2 separate regions of the Mus musculus genome follow, and region 2 is linked to region 1. The links are chromatin contacts, called in public HiCAR-type maps. All regions are on one chromosome and are shown on one strand. The core of a region is the stretch at or near the end of the contact, and the rest is flanking DNA. Distances in the headings are between cores, read along the strand shown. Region 1 holds the start of Arfgap2 (ADP-ribosylation factor GTPase activating protein 2). Region 2 overlaps Ambra1 (autophagy/beclin 1 regulator 1).

Region 1 (6,309 bases), core at 2,782-5,281:
CAGGCAGGGGACAGGTTTCCCAAGCCCTGGTTACCTCTGGTACAAGAGGGCCCTTTAGCTGACAGATACATGGACTCTGGAGGAAAAATAGACGTGTGGCTAACAAGGGCCCACCCCAGAAGCTTCATAAAGCTCCCAAACCCAGAAGCCTATGCAGAGCCTGCTTCAAAGTCTGCCGTCTCACAGAATCAACTGGATAGCCACTGGCTTCCTGCCCCAACCCCCAAGAGTCAACAGAACAAACCAAGGCCAGCAAAGGAATTGTTTACCATAACCAAGTCTGAAGGCCACAAAGGAGTGGGAAAGGCTGAACTTTGAAAGGACAGCATTACCTCTAGCCAGGAGCAGCTCAAAGCTATCCCCACACCTCATGGACAAAATGGCCCAGTCCTACCTGACACCAGTCCCATTCCAGCCTCCCATTCTTTGACTAGATCTACCTCTACACTCAAATTGACAGCCATCTGGGCTTGTCAGCTCAAAGGCTCTGAGGTCAGTATGGCAGTGCCCACCCAAGAGGATCAGTTGCTCAGTGTCCTATGGTTGGGTCACATGAGTGGGCAGCAGAAATCTGGAACAAATACTTGAGGCCCACTTCCTCCCAGCCCCCCACCCCCACCCCCGCCAGCTGTCATACCCAGAGAGGCTTGGGGTGAGGTTCCGAGCAGATCAGTGTTAGGGCCTTGTTCAGGTTCTGTGAATGCAATTGACAGGAGTTACATTAAGGAGGTGGTAAGACAGGAGTCACTGGCTTTCCTCAGCTCGCCATCAAAAGATGTATGCCCACCCCTTCCTCCAAGGACTAAAGAGAAACCTCCTCTGAGCTCCTATGTCCCTGGCCAAGTGTTCCTGTACCCTAGTCCTTTTCCAGGCCCAGGCACTTGGTTGAGATCTGGGCAGAACTCACGTGCCAGGCTACTGCTCTCTGAAGGTAGGGCTGGTTGCTGAGTCCCTGAAGGATCAGTGGCTGCTGTATCCCAAGCAGGGGCCTAAAAAGGAAGCCAGATCATAGAGGCCTCAGTGAGCCCTCCTAAAAACCCACAGCTACCTGTGGATAGGAGGCACTGCCCGCTACAATAAGACAAGATTGGAGATCAGCAATTTTACTTACCAGTTACCATGGAAGACAAATGTAGGAAAACAGCCTCTTCAATTCAGAGCTAAGCCCATTCCCCTAACTGATAGCACTAACAACTCTTACGTATTGACCATGCACCAGATGCAAATCCAAGGTGCTCACAGATACAACAGGTTCAGTGGAAGTAACTATGTTCAGGCCCTAGGAAGTAACTATGTCTCCATTTTAGAAACTGAGTTTTCCCCCAGGTTAAGTGACTTAGCCACATCACAGAAATACTTGCAGAGAGGCTGGGATGTGACCCAAGGCTCTAACTTCAATACCCATTGCCAACAGAGGGGAGAGCTTTTTTACAGGTGGGTCACAGGAGGGGCAATCCTCATTGTCTCCAACTTCTGTTCCTTTTTGGAAGTTGTTTAGGGTCCCTGAGACTTCTTGAGCTTTCAAACTATTCTCTACTCCAGGATCCATTTCTAAGGAGGATTCCACTCCACTCCCATAAGAAGCAGGTAGTAATTACCAATTCTGAACTACAAACACTCTCTGAGACATTGTACCTAAACACAAGAATTTATGTCATGATCACAAAAGGGTATATACAGCCTTGGTAAGTAAAGCATTTATCAGAGGAAACATCCCTGTGGTACTCACCTGAGTATGTTCTGTGAAGAAATCAGAGTCTTTCTTCTCTGGAGAGTGACTTGGAGCACTGTTCATACTGTCTATCCAAAGCTGGAAGAGAGGAGACACTGAAACTCAGGGCTGTTACTATCTCTTATCCCAGCACCCTAGCCCAGGAACCAGCACTCACATCAGTACCATGCCTAGTCAGAGCTGCACTCCCTAACTGCCGGATCTTCTCTCGGTACATCTGGGCAGCTCGGCTCGTATATTTGGTGTTAGCATCATTGGCCATACATCCGTGTTGGCGGAAAAAAGCAGTCTGGAGAGCAAAGAGAAGGAGTAATATGTATGTGCAAATACTCTCGCCAAAGAAAACTGTATTCACACTATAGGAGACACATTACTAAACAATTGGGCTATTATTTATTCAGGATGACACACTACTGACATCAGCAGGTTTTCAAAGAGGTAAACGTCTTCCAAGATTTCTTCTCAAAACAAGACAGAACAACAAAACCTTTTATTTGTATTTATTCCATGTGCACCCCAGCATGTGTGCAGAGGTCAAAGGCCAAGTCCATGGAGTTGGTTCTCTCCTTCCACCTTATGTGGGTTCCCTCAACTGAATGAACTCAGGTTACCAGCCTCCCTCAATAAACACCTTCACTCACTAATTGACCTCCTCCAAAATTCCTCAAAAAACCCAAAAACCACCATGCCAGCCCCTCCCCGTAAGAGCAGGGAACAAGGTCTAGGGGACTGAAGAATGTATGTACTTCTCTGTTCAGCTATCCTCCCTCCAGGAGCCCACAAAACCCCAATGACTATGGAGACACTGCTACTGCCAGAGAGCACCTGTCTAGTTCAGTTTGTATTTCCTTTTTTTTTTCTTTTAATTAGGTATTTTCTTCATTTACATTTCAAATGCTATCCCAAAAGTCCCCCAAGCCCCCCCCCCCAGTTTGTATTTCATTAAGCCTCTTTGAAAGAAGCTGTTTAAATTTTTCTGAATTTAGAAAAGTGTGTGGCATGTTCCAGAGCTGCAAACTCTCGGAACAGAGAAACCAAACTCACTTTGAGAAATCAAGGAAAAGTTAAATACCCAGGCAGAAGGATGGGGGTGGAAGAAGGTAAAGGAACGTTACCGCATTGGCATTCCCGCCGACCTGCATACACCTCAGCTGCAACCAGCTCCAGTTCGAATCCAACTCTGTGGACCTGTGTACAAGGGCTGAGTGTCACCTTCCCTATCAAGACTAAACCTGTCATTCGGCCTCAGGCTTCTGTGGGTGTCCAGGAACCATCAGTCACTGTCCCATTTCCTCCTCTCTCCCCTGTATTTGAAATCATTGCGCTTCGCCTAATCCAAAGGGTACTAATTATTTCTGAAAAGGAGATCCGAAAGGAGGTCGACTTCTGAGAAATGCAGGCACGGGTTTGGCTCTTCTTAAAGTTTGGTCAAAGTCGCACTGGAGACCTACTGGGCCAATCTTTCTGCAATAACAAGGTCAATGCATCTAAGCTCTCCCCCAAACTGATGCTGAGTACCATGTTAACTGTGAAGAGAGAAGTCTACAGAGGTGGAACCCCCCGCCGCCCTCCGCCCGCAAGCCCCCGCTGTAGGCTACCAGAACTCCCGCCAGGAGAAATCCAAACATCAAATTCAGGAAGGTCCAAGTCCAGGCGCCCTCTCCCCGTCGCTGACCACGCACACAGCCCCCGTGGAGGCACAGCACCCTCACACAGAACCTACCTGATAAAGCTGAGATGGACACCCAAGGAGCGATGCACTCCGGAGCAGTCAATACACAAAAATACACCGTAAGTGATGCTGGCCCAACTAGGACTCTTGGCGCCACAATCGAAACAGGCCTAAGTGGAAAAGACGACAAGCGAACGGTTAGGGCCCAGAGTCGAGGCCCGGCGCTAGAAACCACAAGAAAGCCTCCAACCTCCGTCCTCGCCCTCCCTCAGACCCCAGGGGACAAGAGACGTCTTCTCCGCCGGCGTCAGGACCCGTACCCCGCCCGCTCAAGCACCTTGTTGGTGGGAATTGCGCGAAGTCTCTTAAAAATAGTCTGGATTTCGGTCTTGCTCGGGCTCGCCGCCATTTTCTCTCCTTCCCAGACACAACCGCGACCGACAGGTCCCGGCGCGGGCCAATCCTCGGCGGCGAAGGCAGGCTCACCGCGCCGGTCACGACAGGGCCCCGACCCGCCTACGAGTGGAGTGATTCGACCAGATCTGGGCCAATGAACGTCGGGCGGGGCTGAAACATGACGTTAGCAGCCGGGAGCTCCACCACGGGCCTGAGAGTGAACGCCGCGCTGCGCCTGGCCAATCCGCAGCCCGAGCGGGCGACGGCTCGTGGACTGGCCCAAACTTCCTCACGAGTTCCTGCTGGACCCGGGTACCCTACGTACCGCTCGACCACTGGCTGTAGGCGTCAGGCAGAGAGCCATGGTAACAGACTCTGTGATGGACGAGTAATGATTAACAATCTCCCAAGTGCTCATAGCCCCATCCGGAAGGCATTGGCAGGGCTCCAGCTCAGCTCACAATCCAGCAACTGGCCTAGAGCAGAGGCCAGCACACAACAACCTTGATCACCAAGTCCCTTCCAGTCCAGATTGCACTCCTGAAATTCCGGGGCAGATACCAGGAGGCAACTGCCTGCCCAATCCCAGTTCCATAACACATGGCACGCCCACGGGCCGACCCCGTGCCTCCCACCAGCAAGAGTAGGCTATCAAAAGACGCTCACAACACTTGATGGGGTTTTTATTCTTAATCAAATTTAATGCACACTACAAGTCACAAAAGAAGGTGCTGCCAGCCTCAAACTACATTCTCCCCAACCTCACCCCAGGAACTCCTAAACAGTTTAGGAGCTGGATCCTCCCACTCTGGGATGACCCAAATGTTCCCGAGGAGGCTCGGGCACCTCTCGACCCTCCATCATTCCAACCTCCAACTCTAGACACAGACCCCTGCCCTTCATGGGCCCTGAGACTTCCTCCTGTGGGAAAAGAGAGACAGCAGCAGCACATGGTTCAGGGCCTTCAGGTCCAGCAGTCCAGGAAGGGTTAAGCTCTGGCCCAGGTCAGAGAGACGCCTTGGTAGGGCTGTCAGGGCACTCAGGCGCCCACACATTCTACGTAATTGGCAGGGTACAGACCAATGCGGCCACTCTGCAGCTGGCCCTGGCACCAGCCCTGCTCATCCTCCTCGCTCATCTTCAGCAACTCTTCCCCTGAAGAAAGACAAAACAGTCATTGCCCAAAGCACTGGCTTTACTGGTCTCAAAACTAGGTCATGGACTGGGGGATGGAATAGCACAAGGGCCGACAAACTGGAGGATACCCAACTCAGACCAGGATAGGACACAGCCAGGAAAAGCCACCCAACCTTAGACCCCAGGGAGGCAACTGTCAGGCTGCAGCTGGACCCTGAGCAGCCTGTGAGGATGGAGTCCCTGGCTTTCTTCGTCTACAGCCCTGCTCTAGCAAGTAGGACGGGGGCTGAAGTGGGAAGGACCATGAAAGGGCCCAGCATACCTGCTCGGAAGCTCAGCTCATCAGCCTCCTGGCCAGCATAGTCATAAAGCGCCCGTACCCTCACCCCAGTGGCAACTTTCCGGGGACTCTCCTCATCTGACCAGTCCTCGTCCTGCCCGCTACTAGAGAGGGGAACACAAGGGGCACAACTCAGGGCACAAGACCCACTGTATCCAGTACTCAAGACAAAGGGCTTGGCTGCTTGGCGGCGGGCAGGGAGGAGCCAAGTGAACAGCCATCCTGCTGCCACTCACTACTGTGGATACAGGTCTATCTCTGTGCACAGGACTGTTATACAGCCAAACTTCGAGAGACACCGGACCATGGAGCAAATCTAAACCTCGGTGAAATTAACTCTCCCAAGATGGCCGTCGGGCACTGATGTGATAGGAAAGCAGGAAGAAGTGGTAACAAGCAAGCCATAGAGCCCGGTCTTGGTTTTGTTCAGGATCCCGGCTCTCACCCCGGGGACGATGGGGACTGGGGTGGGGGTGCGGTGCCATCTCTTGTCGGTACAATGCTGGTCAGAGTAACCTCATCTGGGCTCCGGCCACCCTTCTCCTTGCGGCTGATGGCTCTCTGTGTGTCTAACGACCATTCCTGTGGAGAGATTTTGGCCCACCTTCACTGACTTCATCGCAAACCTTGTCATCCTTTTGGGATCCACACTGAGCCCAACCCAGGCCCACCCAGCCTCTAAGACCTGCCTCAAACTGTGGCCAGTTCATGGCCATGCCAGGCCCGTGTGTGCTCCGCCACCAGCGCAGATCCTCTTCATCACTGGCAGCCTCAATGCTCTGCTGCAGGTCTCGATGGAGTTCATGGAACCTATGAGGCACCCAGTCAGACAGGGAAGGCCAAGAGCCCCTAGAATGTCAAATTATGCAGCCCCACCAGAACCCAGAGGAGGTCAGGGGAGCCTCTCTCCAGCGCGCCGTCATACTTGTCGCTACTGGAGAGGTCGAGGTGTTGATGCAGGGTGAGCAAGACATCCTTGAAGAAGAGAAGCCGCTGGCGCTCAGCAGCCTGGCAGCTCTCAAAAGCCTGCTC
Region 2 (6,027 bases), core at 3,339-5,838, 640 kb before region 1:
TGATGAAGTATTGCCTTGTAACAGACACTGGCTGAGAACACTAGTGATGGCTGTAGGAACAAGAAGTGGGAAAGGGGGTTGTTTTATGTTTTTTGTTTTGTTTTGTTGTTGTTGTTGTTATTTGTTGTTGTTGTTGTTTTGAGACAGGGTTTTTCTGTGTATCTCTGGCTGTCCGGGAACTCACTCTACAGACTAGGCTAGCCTCAAACTCAGAAATCTGCCTACTTCTGCCCGGCAGGGGGGTTGGCTGGTTTTTAAAGATTTCTTTTTATTTTATATGTATGTGTGAGTGCTTCAACTTACATATGTGCACCAGAGGCATGTTTGGGGCCTGTTGAAGCCAAACAAGGGTGTTGGATCCCCCAGAACTTGTTATCAGCTTGTTATTAGCTGCCAGGGAAGTGCTAGGAATTGAACCCAGAGAGACATGCTGGTGCAATCATGGCTTACATGTTGTGGAAGTAGCCAACCACTCAGTAACTGGATCTAAGTTATTTAATTTCACCCCATGAAATGGAACCCCTGCCTGATACTGCTAGGTGGTCAAAACCCTGAGACTGATACCAGTTGGCCTAGAGGAAAACCAACACTATCATCTGTTAAAAGAACACAACAGTAAAATAATCCTAATGACATTGTGCTCTACCCACAGGCAGTGCTTCACTCTGCCATCATCAGAGCAGTTGTAGATGATGCAGTAGATGATAATCAACACAGAAACCCACAACTAGACGATGTGCAGAGAATAAGAGACTTTGGAACACTCACTCCTAAATGGGATGTCTTCATCAAACTCTTCCCCTCAGGGCCCAGAGAGCTATGCAGAGGAGGTGGAGGAGAGATTCTAAGAGCTAGAGGTGGAGGATGACTCTAAGGAAATATTATTCCCCAGCTGTAACAGGACTGATGTACATACAGACTCACAGAGACTGTGGTAATATGCACAGGACCTGGACAGGTTCAAGCTAGATGAGCTCCCAGTGCTAAGACGGGAAAAGTAGACATGGTTACCACTTCTAGCCAAGAAGCCACTCACAATGATAGCTGCTTGCAAAGAAAAAGTTAATTTTCTCCAATCACGTTTCACTGGGAATATTAACCACACTTCAAGTTAAGGTTCATGCCCAGGAGCAGTTGGCCAACACAAGATTAGCTCAGAGATATTTATGTAGACTTTCGTCTTGCATTGCTTTGTCTGGGTACTAGTTTGTCCCACTGTTTCTTTTACTTGTATATTCTAGTTTCCATTTATATGGTTTTGTGTGTTTGTGTTTCCTGCTTTCTTTTTGTTTTTGTTTTTTTTTTTTTGTTTTTTTTTTTTTTTTAAAGATTTATTTATTATTATATGTAAGTACACTGTAGCTGTCTTCAGACACACCAGAAGAGGGAGTCAGATCTTGTTACGGATGGTTGTGAGCCACCATGTGGTTGCTGGGATTTGAACTCTGGAGCTTCGGAAGAGCAGTCGGGTGCTCTTACCCACTGAGCCATCTCACCAGCAGCCTTGTTTTTGTTTTTTAAGAGAGAGAGAGACAAAGGATGTGGAGTTGGATGAATGGGGAGAGTCTGAGAAGAGTTGGTGGAGAGGAAAATTATCAGAATATATTGCATAAACATTTTTTTTTCAGCTGGGCAGTAGCAGTACATGCAAATCTCAGCATTCAGGAGGCAGAGCCAGGTGGATCTCTAAGTTGAAGGCTAGCATGGTTTATAGAGTGAGTTCTAGGACAGCCAGGACTACACAGAGAAACTGTCTAACCAAACAAACTAATTAAAAAAAAAAAAAAAGAAAAAAATCCAATTAAAATAAAAAGAACAGTGGGTGCTCTTAACTATTGAGCCATCTCTCCAACCCCTCCTAAAATAGGCATTTTGTATTTATTAAATATTATTAAATATTTATCTAGTATAGTGTGTGTGTCTCATGGTATGGCAGGCACGTGAAGGTTTTGAGGATAATGTGTGGGAGTTGTACCTTCACTCACTGATATATCTAACCAACCAAACAAGTTTTTAAAGTTCACTAATTAGCTCTCATAGACAGCCTAAATGATATCTAAATTACCCCAAAGTTCTGCTAAACAAGTCAGGAAATCAAGTTCCTGAAGAGCTCTGTTCTTCCAACTTCCTATTCTAAACTCCAACACCAGTGTTTAGAAGGTTAAGGGAGGACATGAGGATGGGTCCTAACCTGATAGGACTATGGTGTAACAAGAAGAGGAAGAAAGGACTCTCTCTTAGAGGCTCAGTAATGGCATGGTGAGATGGTAGGCACCTATAAACAAGGAAGTCAGCCCTCTCAGGAAACCTCTGATGGTTGTCATTCCAACCTCCAGAACTGTAAGAAAATCAGTATTTGTTGTTTAAGCCACCAGGTCTATGTGTTTTGCTAAGGCAGCCTAAATAGATTATGATATACTCTAGTATATCAGTTTGCAACCTGGGGACAGTGTCACTCTCTTTTGACAACAGAACATCCCTAGGGAACAAGAGATGGAAGTCAGCTAGAAGAAGATGAGTTTGGGGAGAAGTTTGAGGGGCTTCTTTTCCAATCCTGATGAGTCAGCACAGGCATGAATGAGCAAGGACTACAGTGGAAGGTTGGGCTGCTATGTGCAGAAGGCAGCAGAATTGGGGAGACCCTAGATCTAGCTGCACAGAGCCTGTCATTCTGGTAGAGGTTTCACCTGAGGGAATGCTAGCTTACTCTTTCTCTACTCTCTTACATGCTTGTATACCTCATGCTCACTGAACTTTTAACTAGACCTCTCTATAGAGTACAGTCTCATTTCTACAGAGTTATTCCTGTGGTCTAAAGACTACTGGAGAGCAAAGGAGAGAGGTAGCCTTGCATTAGGAAAAGACAAATGGCCAGAGACAAACTGCAGATCTTCTCAAAATAGCACTTTTTGGTGAGCAAATCCTGGCTGCATTATCTCTATGTGAAGCCAGCTGCCAAGAAGCCTTGGATGTACAAACTTGTCAAGATTTATTGACAGGTTGCAATACCATGTGGGCCTCTGCCAAATCCCTCCTCTGTAATTCCTGTTACTCAGGGTTAGTTAGTGACAACAAACTGCTCACAGCAAGCCTACAACAAATCATGTACTGTGGCCAGGAGCCTTCTTCCTGTCTCAGAACGGAAACTCTGGAAGAACCAGTCTGTTCTGGGACCATCAACAAGACACTGCAAGTCATGGACTCGCTGCATGTACCATCCCTTATGAGCTGTGGACTAGGCTACTTACGGAAGACGTCACAACTGGGTGTGTAATTACAGGTACAGACCTGTACTCCTAGCATCTGGGAGGGTAAGGATGGAGGGTCTTGAGTATGAGCCCTGTCTCACTGCCCTGTTTTTGTGGCCAGTGAGCCTGACAATGGCAAGCACGTTTTGGACTTGATCTCCTATCTGAGTACTGTACTCAAGGATCAGAGTTGATGAGACCTTTTCTGGTAACTAAATGTCACGGATTCTGCATTTTAGTTAAAGAATGATTTTCAGCCAGCTCTTTCTTTCTTGGGACTTGGTAAGGACGATTGAGACACTGTTCTAGGTTCTTCTTGGGAGCTAGACAAACATACAAAAGACTGAGAAGGTCTACAAGAAGCAGTGTTTCAAATGGACTTCTACACAGCACCCAGTTCTCTTCAGCAGGCTCTCTAGGCTGTGTTTCTGGGTGTGGCTCAATCAGTCTCACTGCTGGGGCCCTCCTGGGCTCCTTGAGTAGAAGGAAAAGCCAGCCTTGCTTTCTCAGTGATCCCAATGTTCTGTTCACACAATCTGTGGCTTGGAACTCCCCAAGTTCCTAAGAGCACTCCTCATCTGACATCTCAGGGATGTCTCTGATGACTGCTTCCAGGACGACTAGCAGTTATTTGCACCATCTCTATGGTGAGGGAAAGTCCTGGCACCTGACTCTCCTGGCTAGCCTGAAACAGTCTCTCTGTGGCAGTTCTGGCTCCCTTTTTCGTTCCAAATTATGCCTTTCCCCTCCTTGGTTAATAATGCTTGATTATAATTACCATTCACACAGGTAGCTCCCCCTGACTGAACTGAGGCTTTATAAGGAGTGCCGTCCTTAGCCAAGGTTCCAGGCACTCCACACTCAGGTTGCTTCTCTTCTGCTAAACTCTATTCTGCCTTCTGTCTAGTAACATCTCCCCTCACCCTCATTTACAGGGAAGCCATGAAGCCAGCAGTGGTCCTTACATTCACTGTGAGGCTCAGTGGTGCTGGCTAGGCTGGCAATCAGCCAGAGGCACAGCGGCTTGGAAGTAGTGCACAGCTCATTACCAGGAAGGGGAAAGGGGTTACTGAGCTTCTGCCATCATGGCGTGAGAGCCTGGTGCAGGCTCAAGGGAGTCCTAAGAGCTCTTTCCTAGGGTGACAAGTAGGACTTTACAAGAGATACCCAAGAAGCTTGTTCCCAGTCTTTGTGCTTGGCTGAGGACTGAGGCTGAGACAATGGAAAAGAATGAAGAGCAGCACTGAGAGCACAAAATGCAGTGCAGCTGCCTGTGCCTGGACAAAGGCAGACAACCACCTGTTTTGGGGGAGGGCTGCAATCTTGGCCCAGCTGGTGGGCTAGATTCTGTGCCCTTGGGAATGGGTGTGCCAGGGAACTGCGTCACACTGGGACAGACAGCAAGCCTTAAGCAGCTGCCTATGAAACAGACTGGTACTCTAAGCTGCTAGTTCTCTATTTGTTCTTCGTCTAGGCAAGAGGCCTATCAATCACAGATGTTAACACTGGCTTATTTCCTTTTTCCCAATGCCCCAGACACCCGGTTCACCTAAATAGGACCTAGAGGTCTTAGGGAATTATAAAAGCATGGGTGTGTTCCTGTGGTATATTTTTATGCAGGAGAGAATATATTGCTTTCTTTAAAAAAAGAAAAAAGACATCTCAAAGGCTTTTGTTTTACGTTTCATTTTTTGAAATAGAGTCTTGCTATCCAACCCATGTTCAAACTCAACACAATTCTCTTGCTTCAGCCACTTGGGTGATGGGATTATAGGCATGCAACACCATACGTGGTTTTAGAAGGATTTTTAAAGAGAAAAGGCTTAAATATCATTTGTAGGAAAGAGATCTCAATTGGAAAATTAAGAGGCCCAATTCTAACAGTGATCTGTGGGGAGGCCTAAGATAACATTCTTACTTTGCCTGCAGTAAAAATAAAAGATATGGCTAAGCTTTAAGTCCAGTATAGTGGAAAGTGCCTGTGATTGGGGAGTTTGAGGAACTCTAGGCTATAATATGTGTCAAGGTCAGCCAGCCATGGCTACATACGAAGATCTTGGGGTAACTTTGAAGAACTTAAGACAAAGTCTCATCCAGGCTAAATGTTTATGAGACCCTAAATTTCCTGTCTTACAGCTACAGGGTCCCAAACAATCAGAATAAATAAATAGCAGAATCATAACTGGTGGGTAAGTTACCCCCATTTGGCCTGGGATAGGACTGTCCCATGGTCTAGTGCCCATTTTTATTTAGGAATAGGCTTGAGCTCCTAGAAGCCCAAGATGTTTTAGGCTCAGTAAGACTCTGGGATGCTGAAGACAACATATGGGGAGAAGAGAGAAAATAGAGGCCAAAGCCACCTTCATGTTTGGCTGAGGAGTCTGTGACTCACACCAAATACGTGGGCTAGGGTTTGAGGCATGGCATCTAGGAGGAGGGGTGACTACAAACTGGGTTAGAGAGTGCCTCTGGAGGGGCATCGCTTTGCAAGGGAGAGGCCTAGAGTACTTTGCTAGGGACAAAGGTGAGTTGTGAGAGCCAAGGGTAAAACCAGATTGTGGAAAAAACAGGAAAAGAAATGCCTCTAACTATAATGTTGGCATGAATAAAATTCTAGTCCAGAATTCTATACCGATTTTGGAAAGGATATCTACTAGATTTATCTTAGGAATTCCTAAGAAGAAGAAATAAGATAGCCAGCCAGCTTCATGTGGTTTGGGGAAAAGTACTTGAGAACCCACACAGATTCTGGACCAGAGACAGCAGAGAGAAAGGGCAC

The links. HiCAR-type assays count read pairs that join an accessible place to other places.
Region 2: a HiCAR-type map of astrocytes shows a contact between it and region 1, with 2.9 times the contacts expected there. The contact joins the enhancer-like site here to the promoter of Arfgap2 in region 1. A contact is called at or near these places in 3 of 39 promoter capture datasets (hematopoietic stem and progenitor cells, liver and neural stem cells), 1 of 115 datasets of contacts at active chromatin or transcription factors (astrocytes) and 1 of 9 other capture datasets (liver).

What each region holds. Positions count from the first base shown.
Region 1 is chr2:91,262,837-91,269,145 of GRCm38.p6, reverse strand. Arfgap2 (ADP-ribosylation factor GTPase activating protein 2) reads right to left here and starts at 4,031. Exons shown (of 16, transcript NM_023854.2): 1 at 3,742-4,031; 2 at 3,456-3,574; 3 at 2,848-2,920; 4 at 1,890-2,021; 5 at 1,730-1,810; 6 at 908-989; 7 at 638-694. The coding sequence starts at 3,813. It overlaps Pacsin3 (protein kinase C and casein kinase substrate in neurons 3), which reads right to left. Exons shown (of 11, transcript NM_001289678.1): 7 at 6,203-6,309; 8 at 5,967-6,087; 9 at 5,723-5,859; 10 at 5,260-5,381; 11 at 4,466-4,955. The coding sequence ends at 4,840.
Region 2 is chr2:91,903,347-91,909,373 of GRCm38.p6, reverse strand. The region is part of intron 15 of Ambra1 (autophagy/beclin 1 regulator 1); the gene reads right to left. Among named protein-coding and RNA genes, the nearest start is that of Chrm4, 16 kb to the left of the region's middle. Within about 2 kb of position 4,588, at least 52 of the 459 cell types and tissues checked have an H3K27ac peak or open chromatin away from gene starts, as enhancers often do. A contact at or near this core is called in astrocytes and neural stem cells, where this site is marked.